Regions from separate parts of the Mus musculus genome. Here regions 1 and 2 are each linked to region 3. A link is a contact called in public HiChIP or PLAC-seq data. All regions are on one chromosome and are shown on one strand. Each heading gives the region's core, a stretch centred on a gene start, on an enhancer-like site or on the middle of the called end of the contact. The rest is flanking DNA. Distances are from core to core; before and after follow the strand shown.

Region 1 (5,017 bases), core at 712-3,211, 1.5 Mb before region 3:
AAATGCCATTTCTAGTAACTACAAATAGAAATTCCATTGTTTTCAGCTTTCTATAAAAGTATATGAGCCACAACATAAACCTCTTCCTATGTGAAGCAATAAACAGATTCCAAATATGGTGAAACTCCATTCACATGTAAATATCGAAAAATTTACCCACGGTAGACATCATGGCAAATATGGGTGACAGATGTGAATGCAGTTACTGTGTCCAATGTATATTTCAGGGGGAAGAGACCTATAAGTTGTATTAGTGTGGATATATCTAACAAGAAATCAAAGTTTCATCATGCTAAAGAATTAGAAGGTACTGATAAATCACTAAATGGATGATAATACTTTTTTATGAGAATAGGTTTACTGGACAGCCATTAAGGTTCGAATAGCTTAGGTACTATGATTTTTTTTTCATGTCAATGATCACGAACCAACTTCACACAGAAATTATAGCATTTATCTATTTCTCATTATTTTTATTTTAGTCTATTGAAATAAGTTCTACAACTAAAATGCAACATAGGAAGATAATAATAAGAGTCACTTGTTTCAGGTAAGTAGAAAGTTATTTGGGAAATGTTGCTTGAGATTAAGAATCCGACAAAAATACTACCAATGCCAAAGGATTCAATAGAGTTAGTTAAGAGGATTACTTTCATTAATATTGGATAAGGGAAATATTAGAGTTTCTTAAAGTAGAGAAAAATAATTTACTGCGTGCAGCTGTTAGGGAAGTAGAAATAGAATCTATTCTACCCCCTGCGACAACTGGAAGATTCCACATACAATCTTAAAATGATGGGAACAAAAGCAAGATTACAAGAGATTGGTATTATGAAAACAGTATGACCTCTCGGATAACTATGGCTTATATCCTATATCAACTAAGATAAGTTTTTCAAGTTATTTGAACCGCACAAAACATTGGATCGGTCAAGTGGTTTGTTTGTTTTTTTTTTGTTGTTTTTTTTTTTTTTCATTACAAGGGGACGGGAAAGCCAAACAAAACCGCCAAGCATTACAGTAAACCCGCGAGCTTTGGAAAATCTAAGGAAGCCGACTTTCCGGTCAGTAGCCATGTACGTGTACACAATTGCACAAAATCAGGCGGATTCCAAGGCCTGATTTAAGTCGGGGAAAAGGAAAAAAAAAACCGTTACAAAGTGATAGGCATCGATCATCATCCTGGATTTCATTTACACCACCCCGCTTTGGCCAGGACCAGGAAGCCTGGAAAATGTAACTTTTCCCCAACATGCAGTCGCTCGCCAGAGCTCTTCAGCCCTCGCCCTGGGGCAACAGGGAGCCCCCTCTCCACGACACGCGGAGTCCCGGAGCCGCACGGTCACAATCTCGCTGGCCCAGAGGCGACCGGGCGGGGCGGGGCGGGGGCTCGGGGAACCCAAGGGCGCGGGGCTCACCAGCTGCTGTACCTCGTCGCATGAGGCCATAGCCCTGGTGGGACGTAGGGAAACGGTGGTCTCAGGCTGGACGCAAACACAGGTCCCGGGCCGCTTCAGAGAGAGACCCGCTGGGCGTAACTGGCGGGACAAGGGGCGTGCCCGGCGCCCCGCAGCCGTTAATGGGCGGGGCGGCCTCTGCTGAGAGGCTGGGGCGGGGCCGAGGCGGAGGGCTGCGGGAACGCGCCAGGGACTACCAGGGTTTCCCGCGCTCGGGGCGAGCTTCTCCCGGGTGTGCCCCACCGGGCGTTTTGACGAAAAGCCAAGTGTGTGGGGAGGGTGAGTGGAAACGTGAGCCTCGGAGGCCAAGCTCTGGGTCCCTCGCCTCCCGCCACTGGCGGAAACAGTGGCTGCGAGCCCGCGCGGAGCCCGGAAGTGGGCGGGGCCTCGGGCCGGGGACTGTCGCCGAGATTGAGTCCCGAGCGGAAGTGGGTGTGGCGGGGCGTGTCCACTGGGACGCGGCCCCAGTGAGGCGGTGTCAGCGCTCGCGGGACTCGAGACTCTTCAAAGCTGGGATCGCGCGTGCTGCCAGCCACTGAGACCCAAGCCGCTCTCCGGGTCCTCCAGGCGTCCGGCCATGGTGTCTGGCTGAGCGCTCCTGGGGCTGAGAAGCTGAGCCGCGGTGAATGGAGGGGTCACTGGAGCTGAGCTCGGAGGCGATCCTGCGCTTCCTCGCCGAGCGTGGGGGCCGGGCGGGACACTCGGAATTGGTGCAACACTTCAGGGACGTCCTGGGTGGCCAGCGCGAACAGCGCACCCGCGCCCGCGAGCGCTTCAAGGAACTGGTCAATGCCGTGGCCACCGTGCGCACCGATCCCGCGGATGGTACCAAGTATGTGCATCTCAAGAAAAGGTTCTGTACGGGGGATTCCCCCCCGCTTGAGGCCAAGCTCCCCCGAGAGCCCCCGCGTATCGAGGTGACTGAGGAGCCTCAAGTCCCGGACCTTGCAGCGGAGCCTTGCGAGGGCAGCCAGCTCCAGGAGGCAAATCCACAGTTGTCTCTCGGACTGGGTGGCGAAGTGAGCGACCAAGAGCCTCCAGCCCCTGCTCAAGGTGGGGCCCAAGGTAAGGACTCGCCACCACAGGAGGTCGAGGCCGTGTCCTGGGCGTCGGGTCCCGGGTCCAGCGAGAACCTTAAACTCCCTCCACAGGGGGAGGCTGAAGGGGGCAGTTCCCCTAGTGGGCCAAACACACCCAGGTCGGCCCGTCAGAACTTTCGGGACCTGGTGTTGGGCAGCTCCCCGCAACTAAAGAGGAGCGTGGGTCCTGGGGACGGTAACGCTGGAGGTCGCAGCAGAGGAGGGGGCGACTCCGATACCGCATCGTTAGCTTCTTCGTCCGCAGAAGAGGAGAGCAGCGTCGGGGCCTCGGTTACCCTGGATCCCCTGGATCACGCCTGGATGCTCTCAGCTTCCGAGGGCAAGTGGGACAGCCTAGAAGGGCTGCTCACTTGTGAGCCCGGCCTGCTCTCGAAGCGAGACTTCATCACCGGCTTCACTTGTCTCCACTGGGCCGCCAAGCACGGCAGGCAAGAGCTCCTGGCCATGTTGGTCAACTTTGCCACCAAACACCAGCTGCCAGTGAACATCAATGCCAAGTCGAGCGGAGGCTACACTGCCCTACATTTGGCAGCGATGCATGGGCATGTAGAGGTGGTGAAGTTACTAGTGGGGGCCTACGACGCAGATGTAGACATCAGGGACTACAGCGGGAGAAAGGCCTCTCAGTATCTGAGCGAGAGCATCGCAGAGGAGATAAAGAACCTGGTGGGAGCCCTGGATGAAGATGATGGAGACAGCCCTGCCGCCCGCGGGGGTGGGCGCTGGAGACTTTCAAAGGTGCTCCCCTCACACATCACTCACAAACTCTCCCCGGTCGTGGAAGACGGAGCTGAACTTCACCACCACGTCCCCGAGGGATGGACTGGAGGAAGCAAAGCAAAAGATTCAGGTCGCAAAGCCTCGGGCAGCTCAAGTGGACGGATGAAGCCACGACTCAACAAAATCCGATTCCGAACCCAGATCATTCACACCACTCCCTCCTTCAGGGATGCTAAACCGACACTGGAGGAAGGGGAGGAGGAGGAGGAGGAGGAGGAGGAAAGGTCTCTTAGAGGCTACTCATCTTCCTTTAAACTGAGACCGAAGTCCAATGTATTTGGGTAAAATAATTCGCGCTAGAAATGCTAAGGCTTATTTGTCTTCAAGGTAGAATAATACTGGGTATGGATAAGAAGTGGAAGCAGAAAAAACCAAATAAATTATGCATTTTAACTTTCGGGCTTGGGGTGGATCTGTAATAATCCTTTCAGGATAGCATTCTGAGGCAAGAAAATGTCTCTGAAGTGATTCATAATGCACTGATTTGTGCCTCTTCCCCAACCCCACCCAGGTAACCTGGAACTTGTGAGAACTGGAATTATTGATGACTAAGAGTCCCATTTGCTTTTTAATCATTGCGAGATACCATGCAAAGTAAGGGCCATGAGAAAATGCAAAACACATGGTATTGCAAACTGAACCTGCTAATGTTTGTAAGTGAATGAAACTAGAGGCTGCCCTGATTTTCTGCTATGCACACTTGCTTAAGGTGCTAAAGAAGGGCAAGGTCAGAGTTGAAATGTGAAACTACAAAGGAGGATTATGTGAACGGAGATGGGAATCCCACTGATAACGTCTTACTTGTATTGTAAGTAGCGGTTCCCAATTTTTTTTTTAAAGCAGTTTTACTTTTAATCACTGAACTGAAGAAGGAAGCAGCACTTGCTTTCAAGTTACTGTAATCTGGTTTGTGCCTATATAACACTATACGGTACATTATTAACTACAAACTTGGTTCAATAGAAGAAGACATTTATTTAAATAGATGAGCACATAGCAACCTATGGTACTTTTTTTAAATGTGTATGTCTTGTTGATTATCACCAACTAGTTTTGCTACTCTTAAATTCTGAACTTTCTGAGGTTTGTATTCTGGGGATTTTGTTTGTTTGTTTGTTTATGAAGCTTACAATACTTTACTTATCACCTAAACTGATTTACTTATCACCTAAACCATTCCTTGTTTAGAAAATAGCAAAATATGCTTCTGTGAAGTAATTATTAAATCAGTTTAATATGTTTCTCATGTAAGAGACATTTTAATTTTATTAATACATTCATAGCCTCTATGCTTTGTAGCAACATTTTACAAATGTGCAAAATACTAAATCTTTCACTTTTCTTATGTTTCTTTGTATGTACTCAAAGAACTATAGTGTGGTTACAGAAAGCCTAGATAGTCTGCCCATTTAAAAATGGGCAATTTATTATATTTTATAAAAAGGAAGAGAAATGGGGCCATTTCTGTATTTCAATGCTGCTAGCTATTGAATTTCCTTATATATAGTTGAAAAATACTATTCCTTAAAATTAAAGACTTTTACAACTGTGATCCGTAATTACATTCCATTCACTTGTGCTAAGAGTAAATGGCTTTATAATTATTTTAAAATTTAACTTACAAACATATTAAATCTTATAACAAGAGTAGAAACTTCTGTGGGAGACTGGTTTGACCAA
Region 2 (4,886 bases), core at 180-2,679, 1.1 Mb before region 3:
CTGTCTCAAATAAAAACCTAAACCAAAAATCTCTCCAGTTAAGTGTGAGGCATTTGATTATCAACATGGCATGGGAACTACTGGTGTGGGGCAGGGGAGGGATACCTGGATATTTCTTCTTATATTTATTTACATATTATTATGTGTGTGAGTATGTGTGTGGGGTGACACATTTGCTATGGTACATGGATGGAGGTAAGGGAAAAATTTGCTATTTATGTAGCTGAGGACAACCTAAAGACAATTCCTGATCCTCCTGCCTCCGTCTCTACAGGGGTTATAGTCATATACCAACATGCCCAACTTAATCATTGTCTTCCTTGATCTTGATGGATTTTTATGTTTGGCTTGGTTTTTCAGACAGGATCTTATAGAGCCCACACTAGCCTCAAACTCACTATGTAACTAAGTATGGCTTTGAACTCCTGATCCTACTGCCTCTATCTCTCAGATTCTGGGATTACAGTTCTATGCCACCACATCTGGCTGAAAATTTTATTCAACAATTTATATATTGATGATTTTTTTTCTCTTTTCCTTATTCAAATAAAGAGTTAATTTATCCCGTGAGCCTCCAAAGTGTTCTATGGTATTTACGATGCAATGTGAAATTTACAAGTTTCAGAGATAACAAGATGTGTGTCCCAAGAGAAGACTTTTATTCGCTCTTTTCTCCTTCCCTTTTTTCATGTATGTATGTATGTATGTATGTATGTATGTATGTATGCATGCAGGTATGTGTGTTCCGCAGCATGGTTCTGAAGGTTAGGAGACAACTTGCATCAGTCAGTTCTCTCCTTCCACCATAAGTGTCCTGGGACTCAAATACGGGTTATCTGGTTTGGTAGTAAGAGCCCTTACCTGCTGAGCTCCTCTGTTTCATAATTTGACACAGGTCTAAGTAAACCACACTAGCCTCTAAGTTCCAAGTGTTGGGAGACTAGCGGGGACTTCCTGGAAGGAGTGAACGTGGAGAACTGGAGGTGGATAAGATTAAGATACATTATATCTTACGAAACTGTCAAAGAATAAATAAAAGATGTTCCTAAAATAAAACCAGTGTGAGCCTCTAGACTGGTGGGAAGAACCTCGTTATCAATTTCCCACTTACGGAAGAGCAGGGTTTAACTAGAAAGAGGCACAGGAGAGGTGGACTTTGACAGCAGAGAAACAAAATCAGCAATGGAATGCAGGAGGGATTTTGCAAATCTGCCGGCATTCCCGCCTAAACAGCGAGGGCGTGGCACCGACGTGTGGGCGGGGCTGAGGACAGGGCGGGCCCCCAGGCGAGGGCGGAGTCTTGACTCGGGGCGGGATCCGAAGTGTGGGCGGGCCCCAGAGAAGGGCGGGGTTGCCTCTCCGCCCCGCCCCATTTTCCCCAACTCGGTTCCTCCCTGCTACGTTTCATCAAGATCCCGGCAGGCCCAGCGGCTAAGGGAGTCACGTGAGAGTGGGCGGAGGACGCAGAGCGGGGCTCCCCGGCATTTGCGTCTCTATGGTTGTCAGAGGTGGGCGGCATTCTCCGAGTTGCTGCTAAAGCTGGAGCGCGGACGGGTGAGTGTGAGGAATCTGATCGCCTGGAGGCGAGTTTAGGGGAGGGGAAGTCGGCGCATTTTGGGGACGAGCCTTTCGTGTGGCTCTGAGATCCGGCCACTTTTCAGGTCCGCCAGGGACTGCTGCTGTCTTGGTGATGCTGTTGGTGATATGCTGAGGGGACTCTCGGTCCTCCGCTCCCTTCACCCTATCACCCCTTATCCCTGTCAGGGAGAACTTGTAGTGCCCGGCTTCTAGCCTCAGAGTGCATCCTCTCCACCTGCGGCCAGGACACACTAGTTCTCCCGGAATTCGTGGATGTGGTCAGAAGTAGATGGAGGAGTTTAGAGCTGTGACAGAAAGATAGATAAATACATGTATTGGGGATAGAGAAGATGGGGCGGGGGGATCATTGGCCTTTTAGAAAAGCAAAACAAACTGCAGACTTCTCGGACTGTTCCGTTTTTTATCCTCACCAGCAACTTCGCGTTCTCATTCTCCCTTTCTCTGTCTGTGCCCAGTCCCAGTCGGGGCTACCCACACGATGTTTCGAGAATGAGCCAGGTATTACTGATTATGTGGGATGCTAGAAGAAGAGTTTAAGGCGGACTGTGTTTTATAATAAGTTGTCACCTTTATAAATCCGAGGTTTTGTCTACAGTCCCTTTCAGGTGCTTGAAGTGCAAATATTTGTGCATGTAAATAAATAATTAAGATTAAATAATTTTCTTCCTGAGACATTTTGGAAAGACCTATTTTTTTCCCGCTTGTTTATAAATACATGTTTTGATCCACTTCTGGGATGACTCCCTTAATAAACCTCTGTTTACTTTAAAGCAGTCAGTAGGGTCAGACAGGGAGGTGATTTAACAGCATTAGAAAGGAGTGTGTGCTGGAGATGAAACACATCTGTTGGGGAGTTTAGGTTTCACTGATTGTCAGCCTTTGAGACATAACAAACAGTTGGCGGACTCGACCATCCTGAATGTTTGCCGGTGTGGACAATGTGATGCTTGTTTAGAATCTTATCCTAAAGAGTTTAGAATGCCACTTATCCGGGAAGATGTTCTGGCCACCAGTTACTTTGTTTTGTTTGAATTCTTTTTTGTTCTGTTTTTTTTTTTTGAGGTAGGTTCCCCACCCCCATCACTAGGTTTGGCCTTAAAGTCTGAATCTTTCTGTCTCTGCCAACTGAATGGTGGGTGGGATTACAGGCCTGCCCAGACCTTACAGACTTCAATGGGTTCGGTCCCCACTTCTCATCAATCTTTGATTCTGTTTTGCTTAAAGACATCACCCTGGCTACCTACTGATGCCAAGAAAGAGTCATCAACACCTAAGTATCCGCACAGGGGTCATAACATTCAAAATAATATTAGCAGAAAGTGAAGATTCTGGAATGGCTGGTGTGCCTGGAGAGAATGATAGGAGCCAATGATAAAGCCAATTCTGGTAAAAGCAAGAGCATCACTGCCTTTATTATAGTTTCATGGAGTGGTTACTGTATTCAGTAAATCCATCCATCCATCTGTCCGTCTGTCTGTCCATCCACCCATCTATTGATACAGTGTTTCACTGTGTTGCCCAAGCTGGCCTTGAACTCCTAGGTATAAACACCCTGCCTCAGGCTCTGTAACTTGCTTTCTTATGCTTAGAGGAAAAAAAAACTAATAATACATAATTCCTCATGTAATTGAATATCACATGAAATAATTATAACCGTTATATTTAACTGAACAACTACTTTAGACCTTTGTAGTCATTTTAAAGACTCAAGTAATTAATGATGCTCTCCCCGCCAACCCCCACAGTTGGCTGAATATTTAATGGCAGTCTTCTGCCTCAGGCTCCTGAGTGCTGGGATTATAGGCATGTGCCACCAGGCTGGCAGTAAAGCCATATATATGTATGTATATTATATGTATGTATATACACACACACATATATATACACACATACATATACACACACATACACACAACATATATACATACAACATATATATGTATATATATGTTTACTTTTAAACTGCAAAGTTAGTTTTAGCTCTTGAACAGTTTCAACAGTATTGAAAGCACAAGCTAAATACTCTCCATTTTCCCCCAAAGAGTTATCTGGTATACTTCCTTTTATATAAAAGTACTTTTTAAAAAAAAGGTTTACCACAATATCCCCCCAACTTCTAATAGAAAGAGCTTCCTTTGATGCCAAAAAAGGGAGTGGATTCCTTTCCAGGTGCTCTGATTTAGTGTTTCATGAGGGGAAAAAATGTTAATTCTTTAAAAACACTAAATGTTACTCTCTGGGCATGTGTTAGACACCTGAGAAGTATCTTGAAATGGTTTTGTTTCTTCTTATAAAAACAGTGTGTCCTGTTCAAAAGTGGGAACATTACAAAACCTGTAACATTGGGCTGAGTGTGGCGGTGCAGGTCTTTAATCTGAGCTCTCCAGAGGCAGAGGCTGTCAGACGTCTTTTGAGTTCCACACCATCCTGGTCCACATAGTGAATTTCAGGCCATCCAGCGCTACATAGTAACACCATGTCTCAAAAAAAAAAAAAAAAAAATTCACCCACCCACCTACCAAGTCAAGGTTATTACTAATCTCCAGAATCATTTCCTTTTGGGGAGATGTAATTGGGAATTCTGGGAAAATAATTGAAACTTGGCCTCATACTCCTTAGGAAAGGCTTGCACCCCAGAAGAGCTCCTCATGTCCTCTATATATCTAGCACGTTTCTGTGCGGTGCCTCACTGGCCAGCAATGCCAGCTTGTGCCTCTGTTTATCCTGGAGGTTTTCCCTGCTGCCAGGGAGATAGAAAGCTCTTTGTGGCCAGGCTTGGGTTTCTTACCATGGACTAGGAGAAAGGAAAACATGGTCTCACCCCACACACATTAATGGGGTGGGGGGAGAGGGGAACATTTGGTTTCTAAAGGAAAACAATTGCGGTGTTCGATCCTGCTGAAGGGAGGTCGGTTGTATGAAGGCGGAAACAATAGATATTTACAAGTATTTGTATTCTAACTGAAGAGGTCTTCTTTTCCTTTGAGATATAAATTACTTATATTTGTAGTCTGGGCGTTGACGTCTGCTTTTTAAAATATCTATTATTAATAAAATTTGAATTTTGAGCCCTTCCTTTGCATAGGTGTGTATTGTTGTTACAGGTGTGGTGTCTTGGCTCTGGAGTATCTTTTTTTAGCTTTATTTATTTTAATGTTGTGTGCATGGGTACTTTGCCAGCATGTATGTCTGTGCACCATGTATGTGCCTGGAGAGGCCAGAAGAGGGCTTCAGAGTCCTTGAAACTATGGGTGCTTGGAACCGAACCCAGGTCCTTAACAAGAGCA
Region 3 (5,112 bases), core at 1,750-4,249:
AGCCACAGGCATTCCCTCCTTTCTCTCTTCCTAAAGATATGCCACAGGCATTCCCTCCTTTCTCTCTTCCTAAAGATATAATGGCTGGAGCTTCAGGAGCCATCTTGGACTGTGAGGTGACCCTGGACTCGAGAACTACATGTGTCAAAGCAACCCACCTGCCTGAAGTTGAATGTGACAGAAGAATGGCCTCCCCTAGTCTTAGCTACTGCTCTTTGGAATTTTCTGTAACTTCACAGCTGCCTTAATGCTGTAAGGGTCACACCTTCATATTGCTGGGGACAAGGAGTCTGTGTTCTTACATGTACCACCACACACAGTGTAGAGAACCATCATGCCCACCCTCCTCCCATGGACAACAGCAGGCAATCTAAAGTATGGACTGGGTCTGCCCATCTCCATCCCACCAGCCTTAGGAGGCATGAGACAGAGCCTGGGTACCACACAATGGAGCTCTAGGACCCAGTGGATTATTGTGCGCACATAAACTCTGCATCAACACACAGATTCTCAGCATGCAAATGGCCTCCCTCAAGTACCCCAAGGATGGCCTGGCTCTGGACTGCCTGCTCCCCTCTCCCCTGTGAGGGAAACAGCCCTTACCAGGATGTCCATGTCCTCAGGGTCCTCCCCGGACGCTGGGCTGGAGCAGTTTCGGAGTTTATATGCCCAGTACTCCTTAGCAGTGACAAAGAAGTTCCAGGGCAGTAGGCCCCCAATTCCCAGGCAGAAGAAGATGATGTAGGCACCATTGAAGCGATCCTCTGGCCTCTGCAGGCCCGGGGCTGGGTAGTCTAGTAGTTTCCCCAGCAGGGCTTCCTGGTCAGCTTCTTGATGGTTACTCGGGGCTCTGTAGACAGCATTGGAGCTGTGGTATACATTGTCCTCAGAGGCAAAGGCCACTGTGTGGGCAGAGAGAGAGACACAGAGCAGGTGAATGAGCGAGCGAGCATGGAGGCTGGGGACTGATGCATCCTAGAAGACATCTCTCGTCCATGCTGGGTCTACCCTGTCCCCAAAGCCTGGCTGGAGAGCTTCCAGTCTTGGGAGCAAGAAGAAAAACAAAAATCAAACTAGAAGAACAGGCTATGATAACTGTAGTGACTTCCAAGGTCATTCCAACTATGTAAGGGCAACACAGCCAACACATTAGGCAGTGTGAACACCATTGCAGGTGTAGACTAAGGCAAGCAGTGCAGAAGGACAAGCCTGGGCTAAATGCATTTACATAGAAATTGGAACCTGGGTGGGAACAAGCATACCTTGGAAGGTACACAGAGGTCTTCCAACAGTGGGTGTTTTCAAGGGAGACTGGGACAGGGAGGGAGCATCCTTGTTAAGTCTTTTTTTTTTTATGCCTTTTGAATTTGAACAATGTGTGCTTGCTGTTCAATCAAGTTAGGCCAGGCTGTGCACATACATCTACAACCCAGTAACACTCTGGAGGTGAAGGCAGGAAGATCAGGATTCAAGGTCAGCCCTGCTACATATCGAGTTTAAGGGCTAACCTGGACTAAGTGAGACCCTATTTCACAAAGAAACCACTCCAGGACTTCAGAGTGCCAGCGACACCCAGTGAGTGAGCCATGACAGCCGGGTATTAGGTCCGGAGGAATATGAGGCTCAGAAAGTTCAAGCCACTTGCCTAGGTCACAGGGGCATGGATGATACAGTCACGCTGTCTGGATGCCCTGGGGGGGGGGGGGGGTTTCCCTAACCTCATCTCCCTCCCCCAACCCCCAGGGATAATCTGGGAATGTGACTCCATCTGCTGGTTCCAAGTCCCCATAGCCCTCCCTCTTGAAGGCTTCCTGCAGCAAGAAGCTATGAGCAGAGACAAACAAGGGGAATGCCCCTCATCAGCACTGCTGGATAAACAGATCCCTGACTATTGCAGCGGAGCCCTGGCTCAGGCAGGCCAGAGGTTCTACAGTGTCCTAGCAAGCTGAGCAGACCCCTCTACAGCCTTAATTCACACAAAGACCAAAGAGGACCATGCAAGGACCTAGACAGGGCCATCCATGCAAACGTGCTTTAAATTATTGTTTGTTTTTTAAATATAAACAGAATCTAGAGAAATGTTTCAGCAGTGAAGAGCGCTTGCTGTTCTTTCAAATGACCCGTGTTCAGTTCCCAGCACCCTAGTCAAGTAGCTCAGCTACTTTTAACTCCTGTTCCAGGGAATTCTATGCCCTCCTGTAGCTTTTGTGGGCACCTGAAAGAACTGCACATACCCACACAAAGGCACACATATGTACACGTATTTTCTTTTTTAGTGTGAAAGATAATCATGAAGCATCAGAGAACTGGCAAGGACCTGTTCCATTTCCAGAAGTTCAGGCTAGGAGGGTGGGCGCACGGCTCAGCGGCTCAGTGTGGGTCACCCAGACCCACACAGGTCTGAAGTCCCTTCTCAGCTACTGTGTCTATTCATCAAGGACTACTCAGCCTTGACCAAGCATCTGAAGTTGCCAGGGATCTTCTCTAACCAGGTCACGGGCGGTGCAGTGGACTGAGCAACGCCTTATTACTCTTTATAAAAGGTAGCTGTGGCTTTGGATGAATAGAGAAAGACAAAGAAAGGAGAGGAGGCGGAGAACCTCCCGGGGCCAAGCTGTCCCTGCCTCTGACTGGGGTCCTGGGGTAAGGACCAGTCAGAGCTGGAAAGGGTAGGAGTCTGGGGACTGAGAACATGTCTGGCCAGCCCGTGTGCCACGATGGCTCCTGTGGACACAGGCTGGGGTCCAAGAGCGAGCCTGGCAGTAGGCTAAGACAAGTCCTCGCTGCAGAGGCAGCTGTGGCATCCGATCCGGACCCGCAAAGCCTTCTGGATCTTTCGGGCCGACCTGTCCCCACACGCGGGACCAGAGAAGAGTGTGGAGGAGAGGCCAGGCTCAGCCTCGGGAAGGGAAGACCCAGCCAAGCATGGGGGCCGCTGCACCCGCACTTACTGTCGCTGCCGCTGCTACCTCCACCAGGTCCAAGGCGCTGGGCCACTGTGACCAGAGCTCAGCCAGGCCGGGCTCCGCCCTTGTCCTCCCAGCCCCGCCCTCCTTTTCTCAGCTCACCACGCCCCGTTCAGCGCTTCCGGGTTTGCCGACTCCTCCCTCTGGCCCCGCCCCCACGCGCGCCTCTTCCTGGCCTACGGCAGTAACTGCAGGCGTCCAATTGCAAAGTGAAAAAAGTGTGGCTTTGGAACAGGTCCTGCCTGACTCCCTATTGGTATCCACCGCCTCATTCCCTAGGGTGCCCCACAGCCCCCTGCTCCCCCTCAATACTTCCAGAGCAGGATGTACCAGCAAGATGAACTTGGCCTCCCAGCCTAGGTGGAGAGCCGCAGAGAGAGCTTGAAGCTATTTGGTGGCAGTGAGCGAGGCCAGAGTGAGCAGATTTGTGTTGGAGGGGCAATCCAGATGCCACATCTGCAGAAGAGAAACTTTTGGGAGACTCTGAGATCAAAGTTCAGGAGAGAGCTGAAGATGGCTCCTGTACAGCTCCGAGTGCAGAGTGGGGGTTACGGAACCGATGTGCTTTGTTTTTGTTTTCTTTTTGAGAGAGAGAGAGAAAAGTGGGGAACCTAAGGAAACACCCAAGAGTGGCAGAAGTTTGGGCTTCCTTTCTACCCAATCCCTTACCACTGGGGGGTGACTTCCTCCGCTGCCCTGCAGGGGACGTGTAGGTGTCACCTACCACCCGCACTTGGGAGGCTCTGGGGTTTAGGCTCACCTTAGCTACATAGTGGTCAGCCCAGGTTACTTGAGACCCTGGCGGCGTTAGGGTTGGAGTATACATGCCTGCGCTGTCCTTACAGATCACCTGAGGAGAGGAGGTAAGGACAGGAGGGGAAAAGAAAGAGGCAGAGTAGGAGTTGGCTGATGTCCTGCGCTAGACCAGAGAAAACGTGGGCACAAGCAAGGCTGGTGTGGGCCAGTCCCAGAGACCAGCTGGGGACTTACTGATGCCAAAGCTTAGTAGGCTTCTTTTCATAAGTGTGAAGGGGGAAAAAATAGAATTTTCTCTACCCATCATGGTTCCTAGTTGGCAAAGGATCCCTAATATCAAACACAGAAGAAAAACAACAGGCTTTTAATAATGTGTAACACAGACACACACACACTTGCCCACTCACACACATACACATGCACACTTTTAGACACACTCACATATATGTATACATGCACCCATGCACACATGTACATATGCACACACATCAGACATGCATACCCACATACACACGTGGGTGAGGCTCAGAGAAATGAGTAAATCTCAAAACATGGCCTAAATACCAGCCTCAACTGCAAGGGGAACACGTGAGGTCTGGAATTCGGCTCTGTGGGAGAGCAGAAGCTAGCATGCTCCAAGCCGTGGGCACACTCCCTACAGGGCACAGAGGAGGCAAAGGTTACCTCAGGATCAGAAAAAGCACAGCAAACAAGAAGGTAGCCTGGGCGGTTCTCCTTGTCTCCCTGTGTCCTTTGCTGTGATAAAACCCCGGAGTAAAACTGACTTGGGACGGAAAGGGTTAATTTCATCTTAGAACTCCACTGAGGGGAATCGGAGCCAAAACTGAAGATAGGAAGCTGGAAGCAAGAATTAAAGCAGACACCAGGAAGAAACTGAGGCTTACAGGACTTGATCTCTCGGTGGTAGAAACTCAGGAGTTAGGGAACTCCTGGAGGCAGGAACTGAGACAGAAGCCGTGGAGTAAAGTTGCCCTCTGGTTTGCTTTAATACAAGCCAGGGCCACCTACAAGGCATAGCTATAAAAGTACCTTTCATTGGCCTAATGTAATTGTTGTCTCAGAGGTTTACTGCCTCTGTCTGCTAACCTAGGCCTAGTCTTGGAAGCTTCTAGCCTCTGTACAATCTTACCTAGGCCTAGAATGTTTACAGCCTCTGAGACTGCTGAATTTCAAGCTCACCCTTTCCTAGTTTTTTTTTCTGAGTTCTGGCTGTCTGGTTCAACTCAGCTATTCTGGCTCAAAGTCCTCTCTACACTGACTGACTCAATCTGGCTTTTCTAGGCTTCTCCTGAATTGCTCTGCTCAGGCTCATACTAACTTCAGCAATCTGTTCTGGTCCTTGGGCTCCCTCTCATTCTCTGGTTCCTTC

What was found. HiChIP or PLAC-seq counts read pairs in DNA pulled down with a chosen protein or histone mark.
Region 1: an H3K27ac HiChIP or PLAC-seq map of thymic regulatory T cells shows a contact between it and region 3, with 8 times the contacts expected there. The contact joins the promoter of Sowahc here to the promoter of Slc29a3 in region 3. A contact is called at or near these places in 1 of 39 promoter capture datasets (pre-B cells), 2 of 484 Hi-C or Micro-C datasets (CD4 T cells and regulatory T cells), 2 of 115 datasets of contacts at active chromatin or transcription factors (large pre-B cells and thymic regulatory T cells) and 1 of 9 other capture datasets (liver).
Region 2: an H3K27ac HiChIP or PLAC-seq map of thymic regulatory T cells shows a contact between it and region 3, with 4 times the contacts expected there. The contact joins the promoter of Micu1 here to the promoter of Slc29a3 in region 3. A contact is called at or near these places in 1 of 484 Hi-C or Micro-C datasets (memory CD8 T cells) and 2 of 115 datasets of contacts at active chromatin or transcription factors (pro-B cells and thymic regulatory T cells).

What each region holds. Positions count from the first base shown.
Region 1 is chr10:59,219,961-59,224,977 of GRCm38.p6, forward strand. It overlaps Sowahc (sosondowah ankyrin repeat domain family member C), which reads left to right and starts at 1,962. Exons shown (of 1, transcript NM_172939.3): 1 at 1,962-5,017. The coding sequence starts at 2,084. The coding sequence ends at 3,622. It overlaps Septin10 (septin 10), which reads right to left and starts at 1,540. Exons shown (of 10, transcript NM_001024911.3): 1 at 1,431-1,540. The coding sequence starts at 1,448.
Region 2 is chr10:59,701,134-59,706,019 of GRCm38.p6, forward strand. Micu1 (mitochondrial calcium uptake 1) reads left to right here and starts at 1,430. Exons shown (of 12, transcript NM_144822.3): 1 at 1,430-1,554.
Region 3 is chr10:60,749,783-60,754,894 of GRCm38.p6, forward strand. It overlaps Slc29a3 (solute carrier family 29 (nucleoside transporters), member 3), which reads right to left and starts at 3,000. Exons shown (of 6, transcript NM_023596.3): 1 at 2,952-3,000; 2 at 604-902. The coding sequence starts at 2,952.